Linked DNA regions of Mus musculus: region 2 is linked to region 1. The links are chromatin contacts, called in public HiChIP or PLAC-seq maps. All regions are on one chromosome and are shown on one strand. The core of a region is the stretch at or near the end of the contact, and the rest is flanking DNA. Distances in the headings are between cores, read along the strand shown.

The links. HiChIP or PLAC-seq counts read pairs in DNA pulled down with a chosen protein or histone mark.
Region 2: an H3K27ac HiChIP or PLAC-seq map of embryonic stem cells shows a contact between it and region 1, with 2.8 times the contacts expected there. The contact joins two enhancer-like sites. A contact is called at or near these places in 1 of 484 Hi-C or Micro-C datasets (bone marrow-derived macrophages) and 3 of 115 datasets of contacts at active chromatin or transcription factors (embryonic basal ganglia, embryonic stem cells and pancreatic cancer cells).

The regions. Positions count from the first base shown.
Region 1 is chr2:143,885,904-143,892,503 of GRCm38.p6, forward strand. It overlaps a transcript of Bfsp1 not described here. Among named protein-coding and RNA genes, the nearest start is that of Gm33648, 26 kb to the left of the region's middle. Within about 2 kb of position 4,193, at least 66 of the 459 cell types and tissues checked have an H3K27ac peak or open chromatin away from gene starts, as enhancers often do. A contact at or near this core is called in embryonic stem cells, where this site is marked.
Region 2 is chr2:144,306,780-144,313,885 of GRCm38.p6, forward strand. All of the region lies in intron 3 of Ovol2 (ovo like zinc finger 2), which reads right to left. Among named protein-coding and RNA genes, the nearest start is that of Ovol2, 22 kb to the right of the region's middle. Within about 2 kb of position 3,717, at least 21 of the 459 cell types and tissues checked have an H3K27ac peak or open chromatin away from gene starts, as enhancers often do. A contact at or near this core is called in embryonic stem cells, where this site is marked.

The DNA of each region.
Region 1 (6,600 bases), core at 2,943-5,442:
CAGAGGTAGATTATTTTTTCCCCATGAGTTTCCCCTTTATGAGCTTCAACCAAACTCTGGTGTTCATCCTCAGAAGCCTCTGAGAGTTCAGTATCACCCTCTTCAATTGAGACTGTAAGATTGTCTAGGAGATAGGTTGGATTGGTATAGTTATTAAACCACGAACATCTAGGAATCCAACTCCAAAGCTCTTCACCAAGACAGACTGGTGTCTGGGAGAGCGTTTCCTCCACACCCTCGTGTGCAGCCTCCAGTCTGGGTCCTCATCCGGGAGAAGAACAATAAGAAACCAGAGCTCCCCCTGTCATCCCAGCCTCTGGCCAGGAGAGAACCAATCGGAGTCCCTTCCCATTTCCAGACAAGGATTAGAACGGTTTGCTCTCAGGCCCCTACACTGAACTACCAGACCCATCTCTTCCTGCCTTCCTCAAAACATCATCAGCATTTAAAAAATAAAACTTCACAAGTGAGCCTGAAATTCATATGGGAGAAAATGCCTAAGAACTTTTATAAATAGCTTTCAAAATGACCTTACAATTTTTAAAATATATTACTGGGCAGAAGATGAAGCTGCGTAATACAATGCTAACCTAAATTGTGAGGAGATGTGTGTATAGGTAGATAGGTATGTATGTATATGTACGTGTATATGTATATGTATGTGTATGTGTATGTGTATGTGTATGTGTATGTGTATGTGTATGTGTATGTGTATGTGTATGTGTATGTGTATGTGTATGTATATGTATATGTATATGTATATGTATATGTATATGTATATGTATATGTATATGTATATGTATATGTATATGTATATGTATATGTATGTATGGTGGTTTGAGTAAGAATGGCTCCCGTAGGTCCTTGTTTTTCAATGTTTAGTCACTACTTAGAGGGATTAGGGGGTGTGGCCTTGTTGGAGGAAGTGTGTTTCTGTGGGGGTGGGCTTTGGGGTTTAAGAAGCCCAAGCTGGGGCAGGGGAGGAGACAGGGGCTGGTGAGATGGCTTAGTGGTTAAGGCTGAGTTCAGTTCCCAGCAACCACATGGTGGCTCGCAAACCAGCTACAGGGGGATCTGATGCCCTCCTCAGGCAGGAGGATATATATGCAGCAGAGCACTCATACGTTAAATAAATAAAATTAAAACCCAAAAAACAAAAAACAGAAAAACAGAAGCCTAATCCAGGCCTAGTGACTCTCTTTTCTTGCTGCCTGTGGATCCGGATGTTGAAATCTCAGCTCCTGCACCATGTCTACCTACCTGCCATCATGCTTCCCAGCATGCTGATAATAAACTAAACCTCTGGAACTGTAAACAAGCTCCAACTAAATGTTTTCTTTGAGTTGTGGTGGTCATGATGTGTCTTCACAGCAATAGAACACTGACTAAGACAATATGCACATGCTAGAGCAGTTTCTAAGGTGATATCTTTTTAAAAGTGAACAGTATAACTATATATGTATCTGTCTCCACGAAGTGATGAAAGCCCAATAAAAATGATATTTCACACCAATGGAAAAGACTAGACAAATCATCCTGAGACAATTAGATCTACATTTAAGAAAAATATTTAGATTACCTAATAATATATAAAACTAATTCTAAGTGAAATCTAAGTAGTAGAGAAGACCTTGTTTGTTTATTCAGTGTGTGTGTGTGTGTGTGTGTGTGAAAGAGAGAGAGAGGTAGTATATGCTTATTTTTTTCTTTCTTTCCTTTTTTTTAAATATTTTTTATTACATATTTTCCTCAATTACATTTCCAATGCTATCCCAAAAGTCCCCCATACCCTCCCCCCCACTTCCCTACCCACCCATTCCCATTTTTTGGCCCTGGCGTTCACCTGTACTGGGTGGGGCATATACAGTTTGCGTGTCCAATGGGCCTCTCTTTCCAGTGATGGCCGACTAGGCCATCTTTTGATACATATGCAGCTAGAGTCAAGAGCTCCGGGATACTGGTTAGTTCATAATGTTGTTCCACCTATAGGGTTGCAGATCCCTTTAGCTCCTTGGGTACTTTCTCTAGCTCCTCCATTGGGAGCCCTGTGATCCATCCATTAGCTGACTGTGAGCATCCACTTCTGTGTTTGCTAGGCCCCGGCATAGTCTCACAAGAGACAGCTACATCTGGGTCCTTTCGATAAAATCTTGCTAGTGTATGCAATGGTGTCAGCGTTTGGAAGCTGATTATGGGGTGGATCCCTGGATATGGCAGTCTCTAGATGGTCCATCCTTTCGTCTCAGCTCCAAACTTTGTAGTATATGCTTATGTGTGTGTAGTTGAGTGTATCTACTCGAGTGTGCCAAGGCCAGGAAGGGTCTTCCTGCATCATTCCCTGCTGTACTCCTTTGAGACCAGGTCTGTAGCTAAACCTGGAGCTTGCATTTTTTTTCCAGCTAAGTTGGTAGCCAACCAACCTCAAGGACCCTCCTCCCTCAGGTCTCCTTGGAGCTAGGGTTGCAGGTGTTCATGGGATCACTCACAGGAGGTTCCAAACTCTGGTCCTCGCAATTACATAGCAAAATGTTCTAACCACTGAGCCATCTCTCCAGCCTCGGAGAAGACTTCTTTAACCAAGCTTTAGAATAAAACTGCAAAGACTACAGAGGAAGAAGAAAGACGGTAAAGCAGAGACAAAAACTCTCCTGCACACGTTTAAGAGAATATCGGATCTATGATAGCAGGAAGAAGTGAGAGGCAGGGTGACGCAAAGAAATGCCACAGATAAATAGACGGCAAGAAACGAGATAGAATTCAGAAATACTAACACTTACAGTTACAGAAGTATTTACTGGAGGCCATAAAGGATGGATACCATGGCTTTGCTGAGGACCATGAAGGGAATGCTCTTTCCTTGTGGTCTAAAGAATGGAAACTACTGGCCAGGTGTGGTGGCGCACGCCTTTAATCCCAGCACTCCGGAAGCAGAGGCAGGCATATTTCTGAGTTTGAGGCCAACCTGCTCTACAAAGTGAGTTCCAGGACAGCCAGGGCTATACAGAGAAACCCTGTCTCGAAAAACCAAAAAAAAAAAAAAAAAAAGAATGGAAACTACCTCTGGCCCAGGGGAGGGGCATGGCATTCTGATCTCTTCTCCAGATTAGATAGAACATTCTTAACTGTTTCCTTCTCCTTGAATGTTAATCCAGCTAGGTTTCTTGATCACCAGGCCAAGAGATTACCAGGTAGGAAGGCTGATGCCCTGGCTCCTGACGCTGTGTTGAGGAGAGAGGGGAGGAATAATTATCCCCTTATGAGATTAAGTCCCCACAGACAGCTACAGAGCCGCCAGAGTGAACATTGCTGAGCATAACTGACTCAGATAGGCACGACCTTTCTTTTTCTTATTCCTATCTCTTCGTCCAAACTTGGGCACACTTTGTGCCCAGAGCTTCTCATTCCTTCTCTGACGCTGCTCACTGTACACTGGTGCCACGCGGCTGCTTATGAACTACATGCCTTTCTCTTCCCTTTTCTGTCCTTCCTCCTGTCAGCGGCTGCCCACGTTTATAGCGTGCCTACCCTGTAGGGTTCTCTCTCTCTCTCTTTCCCTCTCCCTCTCAAATTCTAATTGCTTCATGCTTCATTTCAATTTTGTTTATATATTATTTCATTAACAAAACTAGCTTCCTAAAAAAGGAACCCCCAGCTTCCCCGGTAACATGTCATCCCATGTGGGGCTCCCCCCACCCCTTCCCACCACTGACTAAATATGTAACAACCGACAGAAGCTGACGAACATAAACTCAGTGCCCACAAACAAACTTACAGAAACTCTTAAGAAAGCAGCCTGGACTCTGGACAGATAGGAAAACCAACCGCAAAGATAAATACAGCCTTATTGCCACCCATGAGACGCAAGAAAATTGATATCCAGGCAAGGAAAATGTGACCACACCGCATACAAAGAAGACAGTGGCTGGCAGGAAAGGTATTATCTTCAGGGGGCAACTTTTGCTTAGAGCTAGGAAACTCTTATAGAAACTCGGGCTCCGAGGGGCTGGAAGGATGACTTAGCAATTAGAACATGCTCTGCCCTCCCAGAGGAGGTTCTTAGCACCCATGTTCAAGGCTCATAACTGCCTGTTACTCCAGCTCCAGGGGATCTGCCGACCTCTTCCGGACTCCATGGGCACCTCATGCACATGCGCATATCCACACATACGCACGTGGTTAAAAGTGAAAATTAAAACAATCAATCAATCAAACAAACATAAAACCCAGGCTGGCTGCTGCCTGGGAAATCAACTGCTGAAGAGAGAAACAGAAGGTAGTCTGCACGCAGTCCATTCCTGTCTAACCAGTTTGAACCCCAGCAGGGCACCACACACAAACCATTCCGGTCTAACCTGTTTGAAATCCTGAGGCACAAAGAGCTGTTCTCGGTAAAGTACGGTTAGAAAGTGAAGTCTGGAGACCTGAAGACTGTCCTACAAGGGAGAGAACTATTGGCTAGTTTTGTACTCTGTTTTATCTTTATTTCTTTATTCCTCGGTACCTTTTCTTTCTTTCTTTCTTTCTTTCTTTCTTTCTTTTTTTTTTTTTTTTTGTCTTCACATCTGTGTGCTGACTTACTTCATCTTCGTCTTTTCTCGCTAGCTTGTGCTTTACGGTCATTCTGCTGTGCTCCTTCCCCAGTGACCCACGTGCTTTCCCTTTCTTGGTCTCATTTCTTTCCCGACTCCTCCTTTCCTAGCGTTGCTAACCAATTGCTAATCAAAGTATTCTGACTTTTTTTTTTTTTTCGAGACAGGGTTTCTCTGTGTAGCCCTGGCTGTCCTGGAACTCGCTCTGTAGACCAGGCTGGCCTTGAACTAAGAAATCCGCCTGCCTCTGCCTCCCAAATGCTGGGATTAAAGGCGTGCGCCACCACAGCCCAGTGTATCCTCACTTTCTGCTTCCTAACTTTATCAATGACTTTTCTTACTGTGGTAAGAAAACGCGTGTCAGAACAAGGGTGGGAGGAGTTTCTTTGGCTCACAGTTTGAGGGTGCAGTCCACTGCAGCAGGGACGTTGGCTTATCCAGTGGTTGAGGGAGCTAGTCACATTTCACCCACAGTTAGAAAGCAGAGAGGAATGCATGTTGGTGGTCAGCTAACTTCCTTCTGTTACACAATGGAGGACACCTAACCAGGAATGGTATGGCACCATCCATGCTTAGAAAATCCTAATTTGAAAAGTCTTTCACCCACGTGCCAAGAGGTTTGTATCTCTGGTCATTGTAAACCCTATTAAGTTGGTAATTAAGATCAGTCACCACATTAGCCCTACTGGAAATGTAACTGAAGTGCCCCCCTTTTTGCCTCTAACCTTTTTTCCGATGTGTCTCAGCACTGCGTTTGATCTAATCAGTATTCCTATTACTGCTGTTTAGTTTCAGACCTAGGACAAGGGACCTAGGTACATACTTTACATACCAGAGCAATCCTGGCCTCCGGGTTCTCCCAGCATCCCTCAGTCCCTACCTGGAAAACCCTGCCCTCAATCCTGAAACCTCCAGCCCAGAGGCTGGGCTGCCCTTCCCACAGATGCTCTTCCCTGTATAATCCAGACATTTTCTCCTCTCTCTGCACGAGCACTTTCTCTTCCTTTTTCCCCCTCCCCTCTGTCTGGTCTCTTTCCTCTTAGGGCCTGTGACCTGGCCCACCCAAGAGCAGTTTCTCAATAAACCTGCATTTATGTATATTTTAATCTGCCTTGGATTGGCTCATTTTATCAGCAAAGAAAATAAGTTATCACTACCTGTACGTCCCTTCTAACTCGTAGTGAGGATCCTGCAGTCAAAGTGACAACCACTAAGAAGATCTATATATAAATTAAAACTAACAAAAAGAATGAGAAAAAAAAAACCACACACTCATCCCAACTGATGTGCAAATTACAACACAGAAACACAAACCACAAAAAACCCAGCGCGATGCCTCCCACAGCCCCCAGAAGGCCTCCCTAGCTGAAGCCAAAGACACTGGAATACAGGGAAGCCAATCCAAAACACTAAAACTCAGCAACATCAGAGAGGATTCAAACAAGTAGACAAATGAGAGAAAGCAATTCAAGACCTAGGTTTTATTATTCTTTAGATTTATTTTATTTTGTGTGCATGAATGTTTTTGCTTACATATGTGCGTGCGTGCGTGCGTGCGTGCGTGTGTGTGTATGCCTAGTGCCCTTCCATGTGGGTGTTGGGTGTCAAACCTGTGTGTGTGTGTGTGTGTGTGTGTGTGTGTGTGTGTGTGTGTGTGTGCCTGGTGCCCTTCCATGTGGGTGCTGGGTGTCAAACCTCTCTGTGTGTGTGTGTGTGTGTGTGTGTGTGTGCCTGGTGCCCTTCCATGTGGGTGCTGGGTGTCAAACCTGTGTGTGTGTGTGTGGGTGTGTGTGTGTGTGTGTGTGTGCCTGGTGCCCTTCCATGTGGGTGTTGGGTGTCAAACCTGTGTGTGTGTGTGTGTGTGTGTGTGTGTGTGTGTGCCTGGTGCCCTTCCATGTGGGTGTTGGGTGTCAAACCTGTGTGTGTGTGTGTGTGTGTGTGTGTGTGTGTGTGTGTGTGTGCCTGGTGCCCTTCCATGTGGGTGCTGGGTGTCAAACCTGTGTGTGTGTGT
Region 2 (7,106 bases), core at 2,467-4,966, 420 kb after region 1:
GGCAGACCCCTGGCACTCACTGGCCAAGTGGGAGACTCTTTCTCAGAAAAAGGTGCTGTGGGAGATAGGGACACAATGAGGCGACTCAGTGGCTCACTAAAGGAGTTAGCCATCACAGCTGACCATCTGAGTTTGGACACCTGAACTCACATGGTGGAAGAACATAAAGAATTGGTTCCCATTGGTCCTCTGACCTCCAAACTCACACATGGCATGCATAGGCAGACATCCACACATATACCTTATGTGCGCTAAATAAATGTTGAGCGGGAACATACTGGGGGGTGGGGGGAGAGGCACAAGGTGGTGTCAAGAGGACACTTGGCATCATTGGCCTACCCCTTCCTATCACATGTGTACGATCACACATGCACACACACACACACACAGATGACTAGCTGTGTCATTTTTTTTTTCATTTTGTTTTTTAAATGAAACATTGCAGGCAGTGGTATTCTGTAATCCCAGTTAGAGTGTGAGAGCCACCTGGGCTACCGGGTACAGGGAGAGTCCATCAGAAGGGGCCAAGTTCAGAAGCCCATGTCTGCTATCCCAGCACTTGAGGGAGGTGGAGGCAGAAAGATGGGGAGTCCAAGGCCAACCTGAGTCATGTGACTACATAGGAGGTAACTAAGTTGGTCAGCTGTCCAGCTCTCCTGTGCCTGCACCACCAAGGCAAGCTCTCCAGCACTGACTCCAGCCAGCTTGCCCAATGCCAAAGCTGGCAGGGGTAGGGCCATTTCTACTGTGCTGCCACACGAGGCATAGGGCTTGAGGAGTGAGGAAGGGGGAAGGCATTTCTCCCTCGACCACCCCAAGGCAAATGAAAAGAGTTAGCTTTCCTGCACTCCCTTCTTCGGCCCCCCACCCCCACTCTCTCTCAAAGATTTATTTTATGTATATGAGCACACACTAGCTGTACAGATAGTTGTGAACCTTCATCTGGTTGTTGGGAATTGAATTTAGGTCAACCCTGCTCGATCTGGCCCAAAGATTTATTTATTATTATAAATAAGTACACTGTAGCTGTCTTCAGTCGCACCAAAAGAGGGTGTCAGATCTCATTATGGGTGGTTGTGAGCCACCATGTGGTTTCTGGGATTTGAACTCAGGACCTTCAGAAGAGCAGTCAGCGCTCTTACCCGCTGAGCCATCTCTCCAGCCCCAACTTCCTCCACTTTAATGGTCCACTTTCTACTTAAAACAAAAACAAACAAACAAACAAACAAACAAAACCTAGGTTCTACATGAGAGACACAAACAATATGTCTGAGTCACTTATCTTACTTCAAATGAGGTGACATAATTTCATTTTTTATGGCTGTATGATACTCAACTGCATATATACATATCTGAGAAATGAACACTTCTGACTCTTGACATAGAGCTTCCTATTTATTCCTGGGGTGACCCAGAGACCAGCAGGTGACCCAGAGATCAGCCTTCCCTGCAGTATTTAATGCATACTCTGCACATATCTTCTATGGGCAGAGCACCCAGCAAGGTCTAAGAAGGTTAAGAGATTTCAGGGGCCCACATCATCACCTGGCCAGTAAAGAAAGGGGCTGACTAAGAGGTTTTTTCATTAAAAGGATATAGTATAGGCACGGAGTCTGGTTTTGAGGATGGGTAGGTACTTCATGATATAGACACAGAAGGAGACAGACCATAAAAGCTCTAGTTATAACATCTCTACCTTATAAACCTGTTCCCTGCCCCAGTGTTCCTGCTTCCTCTTCTGACTATAATCTCACTCCTGGCAGACAGACAGTTTTGTCAAAAAAGCTTCTTCCTGGGCTTGAATGAATAAAATCCAGTCTCCACACCTTCAAGGGAATAGAGATAGACCTGTGTAAAGAGGATCTAAGCCCCACCCACAACACCGAGGCCACGCCCATCACCTCCCTCTCTAACAAAAACCAATCTTACCCTAGTCAAAAGAACAGGTTGGTTGGGAACCAAAAGCACCATCTGCTACCAGACATAAATTAACCTACTGACACCTACCTGGGTTCCAAAGTCCAAGGCCACTGGGAAGCACAGCACTGCCCATCTGCCACTCATTAACGGAGTCCGTGGTCAATCTGTTAACTCCCGATACCGCTCAATCGCCTCACCCACGAAATGCAGATAGTTCTCACACCCAGGAGGGCTGCTCTGAGGATTAACTGAGCTATCACAGGCACAAGAGCTGGCAAACACTAAGTCTCAGGGCGCTAGGATCTCGGTGTTTAGAATCCAGCTCAACACAATGGAAGCAGGGTCCCCTGCCTGCCCTATCCCTAAGTACTCAGGATTTGTCTTCCACCTATACCTTTTGTTATGAATTCTGTATTTCACAACAAAAAAGGATTTTAAAAAATGGTCCCTAGGAGGCTGGCTGAGCCATCCCTCACTGCCTGCTCTTTTGAATTTTTTCTTTTCTTTTTTAAGATTTATTTTATTTATTGTATGTAAATACACTGTAGCTGTCTTCAGACACCAGAAGAGGGGATCGGGTCTTGTTACAGATGGCTGTGAGCCTCCTTGTGGTTGCTGGGATTTGAACTCAGGATCTCTAGAAGAACAGTCACTGCTCTTAGCCGCTGAGCCATCTCTCCAGTCCCCATTTTGAATTTTCTATCCGACACCTTTATTACCTAGTTCATTCATATATACATACATGCATGCGTACATACATATACACACACATATACATACATTCATATATACATGTGTATATAGATTATATACATACACACATATATATGTTCTTCTGGGGTGTTGTCAACAAAGACTTTTGAGTTTTTCATTCTTTTTGTGTGTGTGTGTTTGTTTATTCCCAACACTAAGCTGAATTTCAAATCCCACATCTCCAGGTAAAGTCCCCACTTCTGGAACTTTCTGATTGCTTTCCTTCCTCTGGGTCAAATGTTCCTTTCCTGATTTTGAGCCAACTGTGAACTCCAACAAGAAGCTCTGACACTGGCCTCCTGGTGGGAGAAGACACTGAGGGCCGCCTCTAGGAAGGCAAAGAGGCAATGCCTGTGAAACCCAGAGTGCTCCTGCCCTTTGGCCTAGTAAGTTCACCTGTGGGAGGTTACATCAGAGATAGACTTGCATGGGTGGGCAAAGGATATGCAAGAAAATTCATGGTGGTCAGAATTAAATAAAACAGAAAACAACCTGAAAATGGAAGCAAAGACTTCTGGGAACTAGGAAAGGACTGTGCCTCTGTGATGGGATTTGTCATGGTTTCGTATTACATGGACAATGAGGAAAAGGAGTGAGGTTCCACAATGCAGACACCAAGCAAGCCAGGGTCTCCTTCCCAGGAGAGCAGCCATGTGCCTTCGAAGCTTCCAGGACAAAAAACAAACAAAGAATAAATGGCAAATCACTTTCAGAAGCAAACTGGGGCTGGAAAAGAATCTTGGGTGTTTTGTTTTGTTTTTTAAATCTCATTTTCCACCATCCCGCCCCACCCCCCACGTAAATATATTATTATCTTTTTAGGTAAAAACAAATATGTAAGTTAAAATCTAAATGAAACCACGGATGAGGCGACACCACAGGTGAGCTGGGCTGTGGGGAGTGGATTCCAGGGTTCTTAGGCTAGCAGCCCTGCCTTAAACTTCTGATCTGCATTTTTCCCAATCCAGGCAATCTTTCTCCTTGGCCCCAAACAAAGACACCATTGTCCTCTCTGCTTTAGTCAGGCTGGGGTTTGTTTGCCTTCTGGTCTCTCTCAATATAGCCCCTGATGGAAGATAAGGTAAGAAAGCCCCCTGTCCTGTGGGCAGCCCCTCCCTAGCCCTCACCTCAAATTGGAATTCCTCGGGTTCTCTCTGTGGAACGCAGCCCACAGGGAAGGCACGGGCCTTCTTTACTTCAACCAGAGGGATGGATTGTTGGGTTTTGCTTTTTTTTTTTAAATGTCTTCCTGTAGCTCAGGCTGGCCTCAACTGTGTAGCTGAGCCTAACCTTGAATATCCTGCCTCCACTTCCCAATTGATGAACTACAGGAGAGGGCCTCCACACTGGTTATATATGCTATTAGAGATTAAATTAATACATTTGCACTTCTTAGGCAAGCCACTCACCAACTGAGCTACACCCCCAGGCCCTATGGGTGGGTCAACCACACCTGGTTTTCCCCATGGGTTCTTGGGATCAAGTGTGGGGTCCTTAGGCTTAAACCACTGGGACTTCCTATTTGAGTCAGCCTTTTCTTTTCTTTTTTTTGAAATTTTATTTGTTTGTTTATTTAGTTATTTCATTTTTATGAGTACACTGTAGCTGTCTTCAGACACACCAGAAGAGGGCATCCTATCTCATTACAGATGGTTGTAATCCACCATGTGGTTGCTGGGAATTGAACTCAGGGCCTCTGGAAGAGCAGTCAGTGCTTTTAATCTCTGAGCCATCTCCCAGCCCTCATTTTTATTTTTTTAAACGATGTATATATTTTTAGTCATGGCAGCATGGTGGCAATCTCAGTTCCTGGGAGTTTGGGGCTAGCCTAGGCTATCTATTAAGTTCTAGGTCAGCCAGAGTTACGTGGTGAGACAGTGTCTCAAAACAAACAAAAAACCTCACACACACACAAAAAAACATTTATTTTTATACATGTATGTATGTACACCATGTGAGTGCAGTGCCTGCAGAAGTCAGAAGGTGTCATCAAATCCCCTACAGGAGTTACAGATGATGGTACCATACCACGTGGGTGTAAATGACCCCAGGTTCTCTGCCAGTAAAACCAAGTGCTCAGGCTGACCTTGAACTTCAGTAATTCCCCTGCCTCAGCCTCTGTGAGCTGGGATTAATGGCATGAGCCACCACACCCTCAGAGCTGTGAGTCATCTTTCCAGGCCTAACCAACCTCTTGGCCTGATCAGCCATTATGGTAGCTGACGCTTGCTATCATTTTCTTTCTTTCTATTTTTTTTTTTTTATGTCATCCAAAATCTTCCACAGCAGAAGCATTCATTTTACCAAACAGGAAAACAAAAAATTCTTTTGATGAATACTGTACCTCAACAACAAGGTTGGCACCTTTGAGGCATCAAAATGTGCAACTGTGCACGCCCACCAACTCCCGGGTGATGCTGTGGTCCTCAAACCATACTGAGTAGTGTGGGCGTGGACACTCGGTATGGAGTCTAGCTTGTACCAGTATTTTTGTTTTCTTTTTTTGGTTAGTTTTTCGAGACAGGGTTTCTCTGTATAGCCCTGGCTGTCCTGGAACTCACTTTGTAGACCAGGCTGGCCTTGAACTCAGAAATTTGCCTGCCTCTGCCTCCCAAGTTCTGGGATTAAAGGCGTGTGCCACCATGCCTGGCTAGTATATTTTTTTAAAGATTTATTTATTATTATCTCTAAGTACACTGTAGCTCTCTTCAGATGCACCAGAAGAGGGCGTCATATCTCATTACGAATGGTTGTGAGCCACCATGTGGTTGCTGGGATTTGAACTCAGGACCTTCGGAAGAGCAGTCGGTGCTCTTAACCACTGAGCCATCTCTCCAGCCCAGTATTATTATTTTTGTTAATTTCTCTACTGCACACACTCCCCCTCCCTTCTCCGTATGTTCCAGCCACCCGCTGCCATACCCCTTCGATCTAGCACAGGCCTCGGCCCCGTCAGTATTTTTCACTCAAACGCACAGATCTCTCTCCCCCAAAATAAATCATTTCTGCCAACAGGCAGCCACTCTTAGGGAGTAACCCTAGCTGGCCTAAGTAAAAAAAGCCCAAATCCAAAAGAATGTTCTGTAAACACAGATCCACAGTGCTTTTCTCGGGCTGTGAACTGAACGAACATACATGTTTTGGGCTTTTTTGATGCTGGGTCCTCTCTCTGCTTCGATGTGGGTGAGTCTGGCCCTTGTGATCCTGTCCCTGACACTGGGACATCTGTGAAGTATATGGAAGGTAGTGTTGGCTCCGCCCCCAGACCCACTTCTTGGGCTGGCAGCTACCAGCTCCTAGGCACCCCCTTCTCCTGGGATTGGGCACTAGCCAGTACCTTTCCCAATGACAGGGAGTGAAAACTATCTTCAACTATGTCAGATTGAAATGGGTATAGAAAGGTCCCCCACAAACTGTGGACAGGATAGATTGAAGGTCAACACTAAACCCCAGCTGCCCTCACTGCTTGACAAGTTCCTCTCAGGAACCCTCTTCCGTTAAGTCATCCTAACGGGGAACTGCTTCCGGTTTGCGGGGGCCCAAGACTATTTAGAACAAAAACTGCTTTCGTTGATGTTGTTAATGACGGCTTGTTGGGTTTTGTGTATTTGTGGTGGGGAGGGGTGTCTGTTGCTTGTCTAGAAATCACTGTTTAAGCTGGGCAGTGGTGGCGCAGACCTTTAGTCTCAGCACTTGGGGGAGGCAGAGGCAGGCAGATTTCTGAGTTCAAGGCCAGCCTGATCTACAGAGTGAGTTCCAGGACAGCCAGGGCTATACAGAGAAACCCTGCCTTGAAAAACCAATAAATAAATAAATAAATAAATAAATAATAAAAAGTAATCATTGTTTAGGCCAGGCTGTCCTGGAACTCACAACCCTTCAGGCTTCTCCTCCTTGAGATCACAGGCATGTACCACCATGACCAGCTATGGATACATTTAAAAAATGCTATGGGGCTTTTCCTCGGCACCTCTTGGTTTATTCAAATATTTAATGAGCTATCATCTGGATCACACCCTTGCCCGGATGGACACACACACACAAACACACACACACACACACACACACACACACACACCCCACAGAGAGACAGAAACAGGGATAGGAACAAAGAATCCTGTGGTTACTTTTTTTCTTGGTGAAGTCATACCCAGAAAAGGATTCCTAATCTTTTCTTTCATCTGTTTGGATATTAATGTAAGACATATTCAGGCTCTGGTTTCCCTGAATCTTTTTCAAGAATTTTTCTGTGAATTTTGAGTCTCTAATTAGATGTCCTCCGCAGTTGCTGGGATGCTAAGAGATCCTGTTGGTGGTATGGGTGAGAGGCAAAATTAGCCTGATTGTCCATCTAATGGTGGTCCCTAGGATTCTTGCCAGATTTTTAAAACGCTAAGTAAGCCTTGGTCTTTTTGGACTCTATGCAAACACAT